Regions from separate parts of the Pan troglodytes genome. Here region 1 is linked to region 2. The links are chromatin contacts, called in public HiChIP or PLAC-seq maps. All regions are on one chromosome and are shown on one strand. Each heading gives the region's core, a stretch centred on a gene start, on an enhancer-like site or on the middle of the called end of the contact. The rest is flanking DNA. Distances are from core to core; before and after follow the strand shown. Region 1 holds the start of TYK2 (tyrosine kinase 2). Region 2 holds the start of MRPL4 (mitochondrial ribosomal protein L4).

Region 1 (4,378 bases), core at 1,045-3,544, 130 kb before region 2:
TCTCACTCTGTAGCCCAAGCTGGAGTGCAGTGGTGGGATCTCGGCCCACTGCAACCTCCACCTCCTGGGCTCAAGCGATTCTCATACTTCAGCCTTAGACTAATTTTTTTATTTTGGGTAGAGATGGGGTCTTGCTATATTGCCCAGGTTGGTCTTGAACTGGGCCCAGACAGTACTCCTGCCTTAGCTCCCTGAAGTGCTAGGTTTATAGGGATGAGCCACTGCATCCAGCCAGGACAAGTCTCTATCAGCATTTTATTTTATTTTATTTTATTTTATTTTTGAGACAGAGTCTTACTCTGGCGCCCAGGCTGGAGTGCAGTGGCGCAATCTCGGCTCACTGCAAGCTCCGCCTCTCCGGTTCACGCCATTCTCCTGCCTCAGGCTGCCACTACGCCCAGCTAATTTTTTGTATTTTTAGTAGAGACGGGGTTTCACTGCCTTAGCCAGGATGGTCTCGATTTCCTGACCTCATGATCTGCCCACCTCGGCCTCCCAAAGTGCTGGGATTACAGGCGTGAGCCACTGTGCCCGGCCTCTATCAGCATTTTCTTTCTTCTTTTTCTTTTTTTTTTTTTTTGAGACAGAGTTTAGCTCTTGTTGCCCAGGCTGAAGGGCAATGGTGCGATCTCGGCTCACTGCAACTTCTGCCTCCCAAGTTCAAGTGATTCTCCTGCCTCAGCCTCCTGAATAGCTGGGATTACAGGTGCCCACCACCATGCCCAGCTAATTTTTGTATTTTTAGTAGAGACAGGGTTTCACCATGTTGGCCAGTCTGGTCTCGAACTCCTGACCTCAGGCGATCCGCCCGCCTCTGCCTCCCAAAGTGCTGGGATTACAGGTGTGAAAGAGACCATTCCCGATCTCTTTCAGCATTTTCATACTGAATGTCCACAGCTGCCCAGTGAGGACGCTTTTTACCCATATTTTCTGACTCAGAGAGAAGCAGCCACACGTCCCTTGGCCATGGCAGTTAAGACCAACTCCATGGAGCTGGGTGTCTTAGCTCACATCTGTAATCCCAGCACTTTGGAAGGCCAAGGCAGGATGATTGCTTGAGGCCAGAAGTTCAAGACCAGCCTGGGCAACATAGCCAGACCCCATCTCTACAAAAATTTAAAAATTAGCCACAAAATTAAAAAATTAACAACAAAAGGGCCGGGTGCGGTGGCTCACGATTGTAATCCCAGCGCTTTGGGAGGGTGGATCACGAGGTCAGGAGTTCGAGACCAGCCTGGCCAAGATGGTGAAATCCCATCTCTACTAAAAATACAAAAATTAGCCGGGCGTGGTGGCGGGCGCCTGTAGTCCCAGCTGAGGCAGGAGAATCGCTTGAATCCGGGAGTCTGAGGTTGCAGTGAGCCGAGATCGCAGCATTGCACTCCAGCCTGGGCGACAAGAGCGAAACTCCATCTTAAAAAAAAAAAAAGTGGAAGATGAGGAAGTTGATCAGACATCAAGGATGAGCGGATGACTTAATAGGCTTCTTTGCTAAGACTTGGCTGGGCAGGTGAAAGACAAAGTCGAGGAGTGGTTATGGTGTGGCACAGAAGAAGGGTCAGAGGACGGTCTTTGTTACCTCTTCATGCCTGAGTTTCTTCCTCTGTGAAATGGGGATAATAAGAGCCGCCATACAGGGAATTGCTGCTAGGATCAAATGAGATAATGTATGTGAAACGCTCTGGCTGTAGGCTTCTCAGCAAATGGGCACGACTTGCGGAGTGGGGATTTGAATTCACGTCTGGCGGGATGTCCAAGCTGCTACCCTGACCGCTAGGGAGCTTCAGAGGACAAAGCTGCAGGTGATCAGGACGAGGACAGGAGCAGGTGGGCGAGGAATGCCTCCCAGGAGTGAAGGAGGGGGAATTCTAGTCAGCAGGGTGGAGTCGGCCAGGTAGAAACGAGGGAAAGGAGACAGGACCGGATGGAACGGGGAAGCCACAAGGCAGGGCGTCGGAGGGTTGAATGGTGGCCGGTGCAGCTTTGAACACCGAGGTGAGGACATGCAGCTGTGTCCTAGGGTCAGGACCGTACACGCCTGACCCATTTCCACAGCACAGAGGGGAACTCCGGGATCCGGCCGCATTGCCCACACACTTCACTCTCCCGCCCGCCTCTCGCAAGCCCCTTCCACGTCTCCGTCCACCGAGTGCCAGCCAATAGCAGAAGCGACAGCGCCTCTGGGTGCCGACTCAGCCAATCGCGGCTGAGTGACGAATGAGCCCCAGGACCAATCAGAGTGCCGCCACCATGGCCAAAAAAAAAAAAAAATTCCAACGGTGACGTGCAAGGAGAACAGAGCAGCTGCCAATGGGCGTGTGCGTTTCAGGCGGCCAATGGGAGGAGGCGTCTCGGCGCGGGACAAGTAGTAGCTGCCCGCGGGAGCGGGGAGGGGTCCGGGTTCGAGCTTGTGTTCCCCCGGAAGGGTGAGTCTGGACGCGGGCGCGGAAGGGGCGCGGCCGGAGGTCCTCAGGAAGAAGCCGCGGGGACTGGCTGCGCTTGACAGGCTGCACTTGGATGGGAGCACCTGGTGCCTCCGGACTGCTCCGATGCCCGGTGGGTGCACATCCCAGTTCCCGCCGTTCCCGGCCGGGTTTAGAGGTTTTGTGGGGAGGACATGGGGGCGTGCAGCCTTCCCAGTTGCAAACTTCACTCCGACCCCGTCTTCAATGCTGGGTCTGGGTCCAGTGGGGACGAGAAAGGAGGAAGGAGGAAGTAGGCTCCGCGAAAGCCCCATCCCCAGGATCTCATCTATAACATGAATAGGTATTAATGGCAAACGCTAATTAAGCGCTTACTGTATACCAGCCGCTTTCTCTGCCTCCTCGCGTTAAATCCTCCCAGCAGCCCTTTGAGGTAGACACTGTTACATGCCCATTTTCCAGATGAGGAAACCAGCAACATGGGTGGAACTGACAGCCCCTCCACTACCATACTGGCGCCCTCAGGAGGCTCAGGCCCTGGACTGGGGGGATGGAGCTGGACATAAACTCTCCTAGGCTTTGGGGAGTCAACAGGAACTGAGGTCACTCATGGGGGTAAATGTGGGAGAGGAGAATTGTGGCCTGAAAGAGGCCATCACCACGATGAAACTAATAACAATTATGTTATTCTTGTTTTGGTCATATTTGTTCTTTTTGTGTGTGCCTGAATCAGAGTCTGTGCTGAATGTGTAATATGCGGAACTATATTGAAACATTACAACCATCTTTTGATGGCAACACCCTGAGGACCTCTCTTTTCCAGATGGGGAAACTGAGGCCCAGAATTGCTAAGTGGCTTGCTTGAGTTGACACAGGGAGCTCCAGGACTCGCCCTCAGGTATGTTTGACCACATCTGCCTGTCTGGTTATTTTGGGGAGGTGTGTTAAGAGCAGATTTTTATTTTACTTTCTATTTATTTATTTATTTATTTATTGTATTTTAGTAGAGATGGGGTTTCACCATGTTGGTCAAGATGGTCTCAATATCCAGACCTCGTGATCTGTCCGCCTTGGCCTCCCAAAGTGCTGGGATTACAGTCATGAGCCACCATGCCTGGCCCTTTTTATATATTTTTATTACTTATTTATTTATTTATTTATATTTTTAGAGTCAGGGTCTCACTCTGTCACCCAGGCTGGAATGCAGTGGTGCGATCACTGCTCACTGCAGCCTCCAACTCCTGGGCTCAGGAGATCCTCCCACTTCAGCCTCCCGAGTAGCTTGGAGTACAGGTGTGCACCCCCACGCCTGGCTAAATTTTAAAAATTTCTTGTAGAGGCCGGGCACAGTGGCTCACGCCTGTAATCCCAGCACTTTGGGAGGCCGAGGCGGGTGGATCACCTGAGGTCAGAGGTTCAAGACCAGCCTGGCCAACATGGCAAAACCCTGTCTCTACTAAAAATACAAAAATTAGCCCGGTGTGGTGGCAGGCGCCAGCTACTCAGGAGGCTGAGGCAGGAGAATCACTTAAACCCAGGAGGCGGAGGTTGTGGTGAGCAAGATTGCACCATTGCACTCCAGCCTGGGCAACAAGAGTGAAACTCTGTCTCAAAAATAAGATAAGATAAGATAAGATATAAAATAAAACGTCTTGTAGAAACAGGGTCTTGCTATATGGCCTAGGCTGGTCTCGAGCTCCTGGGCTCAAGCAATCCTCTTGCCTCAACATCCCAAAGTCCTGGGATTAGAGGCGTGAGCCACTGTACCTGGCCAGAGCAGATTTTTATATCTGTGTCAATTTGTGGAAAGAGAGGAGGGTTCAGTGTTATTGTTGATGAGAGATCTAGGTGGGGATGCATACCCCAACCCTGTCCAACAAATGTGGAAAATGAGACTTAGAGAGGGAATCGGGTCTCTAATGTCATGCCAAGATGGGAGCCCAGAATCTTCCCCT
Region 2 (4,459 bases), core at 1,030-3,529:
ATTAGCTGGGCACGGTGGTACATGTCTGTCATTCTGGCTACTCGGGAGGCTGAGGCATGAGAATTAGTAGAACCCAGGAGGCAGAGGTTGAAGTGAGCTGAGAGCGTGCCATTGCACTCCAGCCTGGGCGACAAGAGCGAAACTTCATCTCAAAAAAAAAAAAAAAAGCCACCCCTTCTTCCTTGTTTTTCCTACCATTACTTTTTTCCTGCTATTACACTCCACTTATTGCCACCTTCTTCAGGGACTGGTTTTCCTCTCTAGTTCTATACCATTCCATACAGTCACATACTCAACATCTGAAACATGGCCAGTGCCCCATGCTACAATGTGATTTCGACATAGTTTTAAATACAGGTTAAATACATTATTGAAATCAATTTCACCTGTTTTTTTTTTTTTTTTGAGATGGAGTCTGTCTCTGTCGCCCAGGCTGGAGTGCAGTAGTATAATCACGGCTCACTGCAACCTCCATCTCCCCAGGTGCAAGCGATTCTCATGCCTCAGCCTCCTGAGTAGCTGGGACTACAGGCTTGCACTAAGACGTCCGGCTAATTTTTGTATTTTTAGTAGAGACGGGGTTTCACCATGTTGGCCAGGCTGGTCTGCAACTCCTGGTTTCAAGTGATCCGCCCACCTCGGCCTCCCAATGTGCTGGGATTACAGATGTGAGCCACAGTAACTGGCCCCTACATTTTCTTTTCTTTCTTTTTTTTTTTTTTTTTTTTGAGACAGAGTGTTGCCCAGGATGGAGTGCAGTGGCGCGATCTCGGCTCACTGCAAGCTCCGCCTCCCGGGTTCACGCCATTCTCTTGCCTCAGCCTCCAGAGTACCTGGGACTACAGACGCCCGCCACCACGCGCGGCTAATTTTTTTTTTTTTGTATTTTTAGTAGAGACGGGGTTTCACCATGTTAGCCAGGATGGTCTCGATCTCCTGACCTCGTGATCCGCCCGCCTTGGCCTCCCAAAGTGCTGGGATTACAGGCGTGAGCCACTGCGCCCAGGGTGGCCCCTACATTTTCTTAGAGATGTTATGAACAGCAGGGTAACTAAAATGCAAACAGCCTCTTCCAGGCACCGAGGAATGGTTTAGTCTTTTTAGTGCTCTTATTTGCAAAAACCAGTTAACAAAGATTATCAACATTTCTATAGAACTTATTATGTGCCAGAATTAAGTCATTTATTCATGACAGCAACCTCCCGACCGCTGACAAAATAGGGACACTGAGGGACAAGAGGGGAAGGCAGGATTTGAACCTAATCAGTCGGGCTCCAGAATTCTGTCTCCCTAACCCTTAGATGATGTCACCTCTCAGGCTTCAATCTCACACAGCGCTACAGTTTTGTCATCGTTCCCCTTTGACAGGTGGAGAAACGGAGGCTGTAGAAATTCAGCACTTTCCCAAGGGTACAAGCCCAAAGTCATCGTGACTCCTGAAATCCCGCTCTTCATCCCTCTGCCACTCAGTTCACCATTACAGCCCTCGCTCACCTGGGCGCGGTGGCGAAAACATCGGGGTGCAGGTCGGCCAGGCCCACGCGCTCCTGCTCGAAGCCCCGCAAGGACTCGACCCAGGCCTGCACTGGGCGTCGATGAGTGGGTACCGGGAGCTCGACTTTGCGCAGCACGGGCTCCGGGAGACCTGGAGCGATTGCGGGGGTCAGAGGTTAGGGTCAAGGGTCAGACCTCTCTGTCGCCGCCCTTCCTGGAGCCACCCCGGTTGCCTTACCCTCGCTCGCCACCTGCTCCGGGTTCTCGGTCGCACGCGCTGCCTCTTCCGCCAGGGAACTCAGGCCCTGCAAGGGTTGGGCGAAAGTGAGAGACGACCCCTGGACACCCCCAAATTTCATCCTTCGACCACGCCTCCAGCCCCTGGCCTCACCTGGCAGCCGGTAGGCCGAAGCCAGGCCCGCGCCCCGGCCCGGACCAACTGCAGCATCGCCGCGCAGCCTCCCACGCCGCGGGAGGTCAAGGCCACTGGAGCCTCGCGAGGCGCCGCTGGATGACGTCACGCACGCGACGCCGCCCTACCCGCCGCGACTCCGCGCTGGAAAGCGGGGTGTGCAAAACCGAAGATGGAGGGGGTCCGACCCGGCGTGCCCAGACCTCCACCCCAGGACTAACCCCCAGATCCAATTTTCACTCCTGCCTCAAGGACCCTCCGTAACACTGGGGAACGCGACCTCACAGCAAGAAGACCCAGCTTCCGTAGGCCTAGCATACTTTGGGTCCCGCCTCCGACGAGCCGGTGCAGGAATTCAGCCAATGAGACCTCTCTGGCCCAATTCAGCCAATGACTGTTAAGCCTGAAGGAGTGACCCCCGCCCATAAGTGGGCAGTTCTGGAGCGAGCAACTAAGGAATACAGCCAATAACGCTTAAACTTTTGCTGTTGGTCACGCCCACCGGGCCACGCCTTCATCCCGCCTCCAAGGCTGTCGGAGATGGTTTTTTCTTTATCCAGTTATGTGGTTTTGTTTTTTTATTTGTTTTGTTGTTGTTGTTGTTGTTGTTGTTGTTTTTTGAGACGGAGTCTTGCTCTGTTGCCCAGGCTGGAGTGCAGTGGCGCGATCTCGGCTCACTGCAAGCTCCGCCTACTAGGTTCACGCCATTCTCCTGCCTCAGCCTCCCGAGTAGCTGGGACTGCAGGCGCCCGCCACCACGCCTGGCTAATTTTTTGTATTTTTAGTAGAGACGGGTATCACCGCGTTAGCCAGGATGGTCTCGATCTCCTGACCTCGTGATCCGCCCGCCTCAGCCTTCCAAAGTGCTGGGATTACAGGCGTGAGCCACCGTGCCTGGCGTTTTTTCATTTGTTTAAAGGCAGGGCCTTATTGCCCTCAGAAAGCCTTCAGGATTGGGCCTGCCAGACCATGCCTCCCAGTTTAGATTCCCCAGGGCAGGGCCATGTCCCCCCGAAACCCCTCAGATTAGGTATTTGTGTCCCTTACCCCCTAGACCAGGGTCCTCTCCCCTACCCCTTTAAACCAGGTCCCGTCCCCTCTCAGACCTTCCAGGGCTCTCCAAGGACAGAACAAAGTGGGGAGTCCACAGATCCTGGACTGCCTCCCTTGTCGCCCCCTAACAAATCCGAATGCTTATTTTTAGTTTCTTTGTTTTGGTTTTTAGAGACAAGGTCTTCCTCTGTCGCCCAGGCTGGAGTGCAATGGGCAAGATCATGGCTTACTGCAGCCTCGACCTCCAGAGCTCAAGGGATTCTCCTGCCTCTGTCTCCTGAGTAGCTGGTCTACAGGTGCGCAAGCCCGGCTCATTTTTGTATTGTATTTTTTTATTTTGTATTTGTATTTTGAGATGGAGTATCGCTCTGTCGCCCAGGCCGGAGTGCAGTGGTGCGAGATCGCACATCTCGGCCTCCCGGGTTCAAGCGATTCCCTGCCTCAGCTTACCGAGTAGCTGGGACTACAGGCGCCCGCCACCACGCGCGGCTAACTTTTTGTATTTTTAGTAGAGAGGGGGTTTCACCGTGTTAGCCAGGATGGTCTCAATCTCCTGACCTCGTGATCCGCCCGCCTCGGCTTCCCAAAGTGCTGGGATTACAGGCGTGAGCCACCGAGCCCGGCCCTAATTTTCGTGTTTTTATTAGAGACAGTGTGGCACCACGTTGGCCAGGCTGGTCTTGAACTCCTGACCTCAGGTGATCCACCCGCCTCGGCCTCCCAAAGTGCTGGGATTACAGGCCTGAGCCACCGCGCCCGGCCTAATTTTTTTTTTTTTTTTGTAGAGATGGCGGGGGGTGGGTCTCCCAATGTTGCCCAGGCTGGTCTTGAACTCCTGGGCTCAAGCAATTCTCCCGCATTGGTCCCCCAAAATGCTGGGATTACAGGCATGAGCTACTGTGGCCCACCCATTTTTAGGTTCTTTACCATGTTCCCGATAGACCTCCAGGGGGCGCCACCGGATCATAGCCGGCTTCCCTACCAGTCCAGGGCTGTCTACTTGGAGGCCAGTGCGTTCTGGACAGAGCACAGCTGACAACGTGGTCTGTGAACCAACCTCATTTTCCTCTGCTGGAAAAGGAGGTTATGAGATTTCAGTGACGTAATGGAGGCAAAGCTTCCCATGCCTGGTACAAGGTGAAAAGTCAATAAATAGCATTATTATTCTTTTTTTTTTGAGACAGAATCTCACTCTGTTGCCCAGGCTGGAGTGCAGTAGCGCGATCTTGGTTCACTGCAACCTCCGCCTCCCGGGTTCAAGCGATTCTCCTGCCTCAGCCTCCCGAGTAGCTGGGATTACAGGCGCCCGCCACTACGCCCAGCTAATTTTTATTTTTATTTTTATTTTTATTTTTTATTTTTAGTAGAGACAGGGTTTCACCATTTTGGCCAGGCTGGTCTCGAACTCCCGACCTCAGGTGATCCACCCGACTCGGCCTCCCAAAGTGCTGGGATTACAGGCGTGAGCCACCGCGCCTGGCCTCTACCAAAAATTTAAAA

The links. HiChIP or PLAC-seq counts read pairs in DNA pulled down with a chosen protein or histone mark.
Region 1: a contact with region 2 is called in an H3K4me3 HiChIP or PLAC-seq map of stem cell-derived excitatory neurons, with 4 times the contacts expected there. The contact joins the promoter of TYK2 here to the promoter of MRPL4 in region 2. A contact is called at or near these places in 2 of 7 Hi-C or Micro-C datasets (induced pluripotent stem cells and stem cell-derived neural progenitor cells) and 1 of 1 datasets of contacts at active chromatin or transcription factors (stem cell-derived excitatory neurons).

The regions. Positions count from the first base shown.
Region 1 is chr20:13,105,067-13,109,444 of NHGRI_mPanTro3-v2.0_pri, reverse strand. It overlaps TYK2 (tyrosine kinase 2), which reads left to right and starts at 2,294. Exons shown (of 23, transcript XR_010153708.1): 1 at 2,294-2,556; 2 at 3,247-3,321.
Region 2 is chr20:12,974,992-12,979,450 of NHGRI_mPanTro3-v2.0_pri, reverse strand. MRPL4 (mitochondrial ribosomal protein L4) reads right to left here and starts at 2,279. Exons shown (of 9, transcript XM_001164062.7): 1 at 1,886-2,279; 2 at 1,733-1,799; 3 at 1,495-1,645. The coding sequence starts at 1,942.